Regions from separate parts of the Mus musculus genome. Here region 1 is linked to region 2. A link is a contact called in public promoter capture Hi-C data. All regions are on one chromosome and are shown on one strand. Each heading gives the region's core, a stretch centred on a gene start, on an enhancer-like site or on the middle of the called end of the contact. The rest is flanking DNA. Distances are from core to core; before and after follow the strand shown. Region 1 overlaps Abcc1 (ATP-binding cassette, sub-family C (CFTR/MRP), member 1). Region 2 holds the start of Cep20 (centrosomal protein 20).

The links. Promoter capture Hi-C pulls out the DNA fragments that hold promoters and counts their contacts.
Region 1: a contact with region 2 is called in a promoter capture Hi-C map of the HPC-7 cell line, with 2.6 times the contacts expected there. The contact joins the enhancer-like site here to the promoter of Cep20 in region 2. A contact is called at or near these places in 6 of 39 promoter capture datasets (the 3T3-L1 cell line, the HPC-7 cell line, HPC-7-derived erythroid cells and 2 more), 2 of 15 datasets of contacts at CTCF or cohesin (CD8 T cells and the NIH/3T3 cell line), 5 of 484 Hi-C or Micro-C datasets (3T3-L1-derived adipocytes, ECoMG myeloid progenitors, cardiomyocytes and 2 more), 3 of 115 datasets of contacts at active chromatin or transcription factors (the HPC-7 cell line, embryonic stem cells and trophoblast stem cells) and 5 of 9 other capture datasets (adipose tissue, embryonic stem cells, liver and 2 more).

The regions. Positions count from the first base shown.
Region 1 is chr16:14,408,239-14,411,641 of GRCm38.p6, forward strand. It overlaps Abcc1 (ATP-binding cassette, sub-family C (CFTR/MRP), member 1), which reads left to right. Exons shown (of 31, transcript NM_008576.3): 8 at 2,462-2,695; 9 at 3,211-3,388. Among named protein-coding and RNA genes, the nearest start is that of Abcc1, 48 kb to the left of the region's middle. Within about 2 kb of position 1,708, at least 10 of the 459 cell types and tissues checked have an H3K27ac peak or open chromatin away from gene starts, as enhancers often do. A contact at or near this core is called in the HPC-7 cell line, where this site is marked.
Region 2 is chr16:14,316,034-14,319,437 of GRCm38.p6, forward strand. Cep20 (centrosomal protein 20) reads right to left here and starts at 1,299. Exons shown (of 5, transcript NM_025345.2): 1 at 1,261-1,299. The coding sequence starts at 1,288.

The DNA.
Region 1 (3,403 bases), core at 458-2,957, 93 kb after region 2:
TGTAAAACAAAATAAAGTAGCTATTAATTGCTTATTCGTTTAAAAGACTGAGGTATGCTCTTCTTCCCATATCTATAGTTTTAGTTACCCATGATCAAACAAGATCTGGAAATATTAAATCTAAAATTCCATTCCTAAGTTTTAAATTATATATAATTCTTGTTCCACCATATTCTGTCATCCAAGGTGACAAAATTCTTTTGTCTACTGTGTCTGTCCTGTTAGTTCAGCAATGATCTTGGGGAGTTGGCTCAGTAGTTAAGAGCACTGGCTGTACTTCCAGAGATTCTGAGTTCAATTCCCAGCAACCACATGTTGGCTTGCAACCATCTATAATGTAATCTGGTGCCCCCTTCTGGCATGCAGGTTTATATGCAGATAGAGCACTCATATACGTAAAATAAATAAATTAAAAACAAAAACCAGACTTAGGTAGCAGTCTAAAGTACAACACAGGCCTGTCGTTGCCTCAGTCTGCTGTCTCTGAGGACCACAGGAAGGGTGAGGGTAGTAGACGTTGTTTTGAGAGTAACAGAACACACTTACATTGTGCCATTTTACTACAGGATGGTGTGTTTCCTTTTTAAAAAAACTGATGTTTGACTTGAAGGTTAAACTTTTATCATAGGTATTTGTAAGAAAACAGAACCAGTCGTATCCATGGATAAGAGGGAGTACTGTATATAAATGTGTAAGAATACAATCTGTATAAACTTGTGTCTGTAGATAGGGGACTTCAGGTTAGCATTTTAGTGGTGTGGATGTCTGGTGGGGTATTTGTCTTTATTCAGGACTATCCTATGTAGGACAGGACAGAACTACAACACCACACAGAAGGATGGTCACAGGGCTAAGTCATTGTGACTCAAGTTTATGAAACAAGTCTGATTGGAAACTTGTGTAGCCATACTGGTTTGTTTTGTGGTGGTGGTGGTTTTATTTTGTTTCACCTTTGATATAAAGTTTTGGCACATAACCCTACCCAGGCTGGTATTTTCTTTCCTATATAGCTGAGAGTGACCTTGAACGTCAAGGTTCTCCTGCCTCCATCTGCCAAGTGCTGGACTTCAAGCACGTGCAGGTCATGCTTGGCAGGCTTTATAGCTCTTGGCTTCTGCATGTAGAAGTTGGATCCTTTCTAAGTGTATTTCTGTGGGGCTGGAGAGATGACTCCATGGGTAAGACCTCCTGCTTCCAGTACAGAGGACCAAGGGTTGGCTCCTAGCACCCACCCCAGGTAGCTTACAACCACCTGTAACCTTTGGTTTCTGGGGATCCAACACCCGTTTCTGGCTTTCACAAATACCTGCATTCATATAGTGCACATAAACATAAATAGAAAAAAGTCTTTGCTTTTTATACATAATATGGTATCATGGTCCAGCTTATTCTTTGCATGTGGCTATCTAGTTTCCTATTACTATTTTGTTTTGTTTTGTTTAATTTTAGAGAGGCCCTTCCTATACATGTATGTAGCCCAGGCTCCTGGCACTCCTCCTACCTACTTCCCAAGTGCTAAGATTGCAGGCATGAGCCACTTTGCCTGGCCTATCACCAGCTTTTGAGGAAAAAAAAAAAGATTTATTTCCAGTGAATAGACTTGACAGAAATCACCAGCTTCTGGGCCCTTAATTGTGGGCCCAGACTGATCCCTGTGTGGCTTCCTTGTTTCTGTCTTGACATCTGTCAGCTTTGTCTTCTCTTTTAGGAAGGCTTTAGCTTATCTGGGTCTCTAGTTCCCATTTCAGATTTTAGAACTGCCCCATCACTTCCTGTGATGCGAAGCAGCCGTCTGAGCTTCTGATAGGGATTGTGAATCTGTAGAGGAGTTTGGGGCCATCATGCTGCCATGCTTTTCAGCTACAGCCTCTTAGGATTGTGTGTCTAGCTGAGCTTGGGGCCAGCACGCCTGTCATTCTGTCCATCCATGAGGGAGGCAGGACTTCCAGTTTATTGACTCAGAGCCTCATTATGTTGCTCATCGTTGCCGACAATTTGTGACCTCTTTCTCCCAGCTTCCCAGCACTGGAGTTACAGTCACATTCCACCACGCGTGGCTACTATGAGCCCTGCCTTGCAAACGAGGAAACTAGCCTTAGTATCCCTGCAGTTGCAGCCAGCAGATGGCCCAGGGGGAATCTGAACCCATGGCTCCCAAGTCCAGGGTTATACTCACTGCATTAAGCTTGACTCTATGGTGATATGTCTTGGGTTCTGTTCTTCTTTATTCTGTTTTTTTTTTTTTTTTTTTTTCCGAGACAGGGTTTCTCTGTGTAGTCCTGGCTGTCCTGGAACTCACTTTGTAGACCAGGCTGGCCTCGAACTCAGAAATCCGCCTGCCTCTCCCTCCGGAGTGCTGGGATTAAAGGCGTGCACCACCACGCCCGGCTCTTCTTTATTCTCTTGACTGTGGGCTATCTCTGGTAGACCAGATAACTGCTTTACTCTCCTCTCATTATAGGCAGCCTGTACGGATTGTGTATGCCCCTCCCAAAGATCCCAGCAAGCCTAAGGGAAGTTCCCAGTTGGATGTGAATGAGGAGGTGGAGGCACTGATTGTCAAGTCACCCCACAAGGATCGGGAGCCCTCTCTGTTCAAGGTGTTATACAAGACTTTTGGTCCCTACTTCCTCATGAGCTTCCTGTACAAGGCCCTTCATGACCTGATGATGTTTGCCGGCCCCAAGATCTTGGAGTAAGAACCTGGTTCCCCATAACCTCCTGGGCGGTCCTGTCATATGCCAGAGCAGGCTTGTTACCGGCCCCTTACCTTCATCTTCCCCAGCTTTGTTTAATTACTATCTGAGTTGTGGCCACTTTGATTGCAAGTCACGAAAACCTCCTGAATCCAAAGTTAGGAGGATATGGGACTGTCTAGAGCAAGGGTGCAGGTAGATCTCATGAATATCTGCAGCTGGAAACCAAGAATCCAGCAAGCGGGCCTCTGCCATCTTTCTCTCCATCACCTTGGTCTCAGTGTGCTCTATTTGACTACCTTTGAGTGACGTGCTGGTGGAGAGACCTAACTATCGGTATCGTGATCCCAAGGCAGAGGTCTCTGTTGTAATAATCTGGTACCTGGCAGTCATAGCACCCCTATAAGGTAAAGTGTTGCCTGGTGGATGGCTCAGGTGGAAATCACTAGGGTGACTTGAAAGTATTTGCCCCTACTGTATGTATCACACTTAAATCTCCCTCCCACCCCCACAGATTGATTATCAACTTCGTGAATGACAGGGAGGCTCCCGACTGGCAGGGCTACTTTTACACAGCACTGCTGTTTGTCAGCGCCTGTCTGCAGACACTGGCACTCCACCAGTACTTTCATATCTGCTTCGTCAGTGGCATGCGCATCAAGACTGCTGTGGTGGGCGCTGTCTATCGTAAGGTAGGCCAGGCACCA
Region 2 (3,404 bases), core at 49-2,548:
GATTAGGAACAAGTTTTTATTACTTTTCTCTCAGACACAAAGCATACCAAGAACCAGAGAACGCAGAAGAACATATATAAGGAGGTCCCCCTCAATTTGTAGGGATAACCTCTGGGCTCTTTTATCATTTTGCTACTTGTAGTCTTATGCTTACAATGCTATTATTATAAAAATGCCTTCAGGAATTGGTCTTAACCCAACTTCTTTTCCATAGACTTTATCTTGAAATCCTATGAAAAGTTTATACAATATACATGTACTATGTATACTCCCATCCCCAGAACAGCTCATTGACTCATGTGAAGTCCCTCCTGGGGACTGAGGTATGTCTGCTTTTGGAATGCTCACCAGCAGTGTCCCCAATACATATGCAGTCAATAGTTACTACATCTTAGTCTCCAAACTATTCCATTTGGTTCTCTCCAGATTTCCATTACCGTTGGCTTAGTCTCTGAATTCCTTGACACTCAGAACTAGGTTTATTCTACGGGAAGCAGAATGGCATGATTAAGCCAGTGCACCTTATGGGGTTTCCACACGAGTCGATTTCTATCTAAATTATCGTGGATGAAATATTCCAACTCTCATGTATGAAATGGACATAGCGTTGCTACACAGAATCAAGTTGGATGAGTTGTTAAGGGTCTGATAGAATCACATACTGAACCTTAACTCCAATTACAACTCAAACGTTAACTCTAATTACTATTCAGAGTTAACAGTATACACGCGTTATTGATGTCTACTCCTTGTTTTGTAGTCCTGGGGATGGAACCTGCATGCACCCTGCACACAACCAACCATTTTGGAAAACCTCTTCCGAAAAATCCTGAAGAGCCGCCAGGATGGACAACTCTGTCTCAGGTTTCTGCCAAAGGACAAGGAGGACCTAGCCATACGTTGTCGTCCGGATGGGCTAGCCGTGCAAATCATTGGGAAGTGTGTCTGTCACCAAATCGTGGCTGTGGTGTTGTCGTGGTCAGCTCGGAACGCAGGCCTTTGGGCGCTGTCTGCTCAGTAGGGTTCTAAGAGATACCCAGAGGTCCTGAGGGGACAACAGATACCAGTCCCTTCCTCCAGCTCAAAGGCTGGCCCTAACATAGCGCATGCGCAAAGGCCGCCCCTGGTGGGCCCTGCCACCCTAGAACGACCCTGGAAAAAGATGAGCCGATGTCCCGCGCGCTCTCCTTCTGTCCCATCCCTATCATATACGGAAGGTTCGACGCTTCCCGCAACCGAGCATCCCCTCAATGCACTCACCAGCTTTCAGTTCCGTAACAGTCGCCATTTTTCAACGGCTGCTGGTGCCACGCCTCTCCAGTGCGTACGCACGGCTCTCGGCGCGGCCTCCAACCAATAGGAGTATGGCTCTGCTAGACCGCGTCTGTGCCTGCGCTCCGGTGATTGGCGAGCCGCCACATGAGACTCCACCAATCAGCGACCGTGTGAGGCGGGCTACACTGCAGAAAAGCTTGGAGCCAGAGCCAAATCTGTACCCAACTGCTTTGCCTTTTGTCGCCGCCCAAGTCCTACAGGTCAAGGTGCTGATTGTTCACCTCCCCTCCCCGCACCTTGGCAGGCTTTGTGCTCAGTCCGAGTCCCAGACACAACCCAGCGTCAGAATTACCTGGAAGACTGGTTAGAACAGACTGCTCTGACCCACCCTTGGGTCTTTCTGAGGCACGGACCAAGAGTTGGTTTTTCTGTCAACTTCCAGAATGCTGTGGATGGATGCTGTTAGTCTGAGAAGTGCCACCTTAAAAATCATCTTACACGGCACCCACTCGAAAGTGAACACTAGGAAGTCTTTACACGCCTCAGGTCAATGATGCCCGTTATACAGAGGAGGAAGTTGAGTGTCTAAAGGAAGATCACTGGCAAATGGTGGAGCAGGTGATAACCTAAACCCAGGCCAGCATCTCTTCAAAGCTTGCTCTCTACACTACCGTTAACACCGAGTACATTTGGAATCCTCGAGTTGTTTGTGGAAACAGCTGATAAAAGATTAAGAAGAACAAACATGGGAATAATACATTCAAAATGTGAGGCAGTATAATGGCAGTTGACTCTCCAGGGAGTCTAAGACACTGGACCCTTAAAATTCTGGACAGCCCAATAGTGGAAGTCTATGAGTGGATGCTAGTGAGCATATTTTCGAGGAAGTAAACTGTAAGAAATAGAAAATATAGACTTTAAAAGAAATCATTGGGTGTTTGTTTGTTTTTGTCTCATCTTGTAGTCCACGCTATCTGGGCATTCACTCTGTAGCTCAGGCTGACATTGAACTAACAACAAACACTCTTTTTGCCTCATTCTCAAAGTGATGAACGCCCCTATACTGCCACAACTTGGTTTTGTTTTTAAATTTGCCTCAGGGAGATAGATGTATGTTCTTCCTAAGATTAGCTTTGTTTTGTTTTTTTTCTGAAGTGCACAGGGTGGCTTTGAATTAGCCCTCCTTTCTTTAGCCTCCCAAGTGCTGCAATGACAGGAGTACATCACCATATCAGGCTTCTGAGATATTTCTTAAAGTGGGTAGCAGTTTTAAAGTTTGAAATCCATTTAGAGGAATGGCTCAGTGAATAAAGTTCTTGCTGCATAAATTTGAAGACCTGAGTAACCTTCGAAACCTGTTCTGTAGCCTTAGAATGGTCTTACTCAGTTAGGCTTTCCTATTTTGTAAAACCATGGTGCCTGAATACTTGGTCAGTAGCTCAGGAAATTAGAAGGATTAACCAATTCTACAGGTGAACAGCACTATTGATATACTGATGAGGAATTCCAGAGGCAAAGCATTATGTGACTTAGTATTCTCACCATGCTCACCAAAAATAGATACAGAGCCGTCATCTCAAACTTTCCCTTAACCTTCTTAACCTCACTTCTTCCCTAACCTTCTGGGGTCAGAGTGGGCTCCGCCTCTATCTTGGGAGTGAGTAGGGCCGAGAATGGGGAAAGGCACAAATTAAAAGAAAGTTTCCAAGTAGATATACATGACACTGGCCCACTCATAATGCCAAGGTTATATCAACTTTTTAGAGACAAGACTTCTCTGTGCCTGGTCCCTCTTGGGGTCAGTTGGAGCTTGGGTCAGTCATGTAGGATTCCCTTACCATGGAGCTTCCCAAGGAGAGGGGAGGCTGTGGTGAGGCTGCTTAGAAGACCACCTTTCAGGCTGGCGAGATGGCTCAGTGGTTAAGAGCACTGACTGCTCTTCTGAAGATCCAGAGTTCAAATCCCAGCAACCACATTGTGGCTCATAACCATCCATAATGAGATCTGACACCCTCTTCTGGAGTGTCTGAAGACAGCTACAGTGTTCTTACATATAATAATAAATAAATCTTTGGGCCAGAGTGAGCAGAGGTCCTGAGTTCAATTCCCAGCAACCACATGCTGGCTCA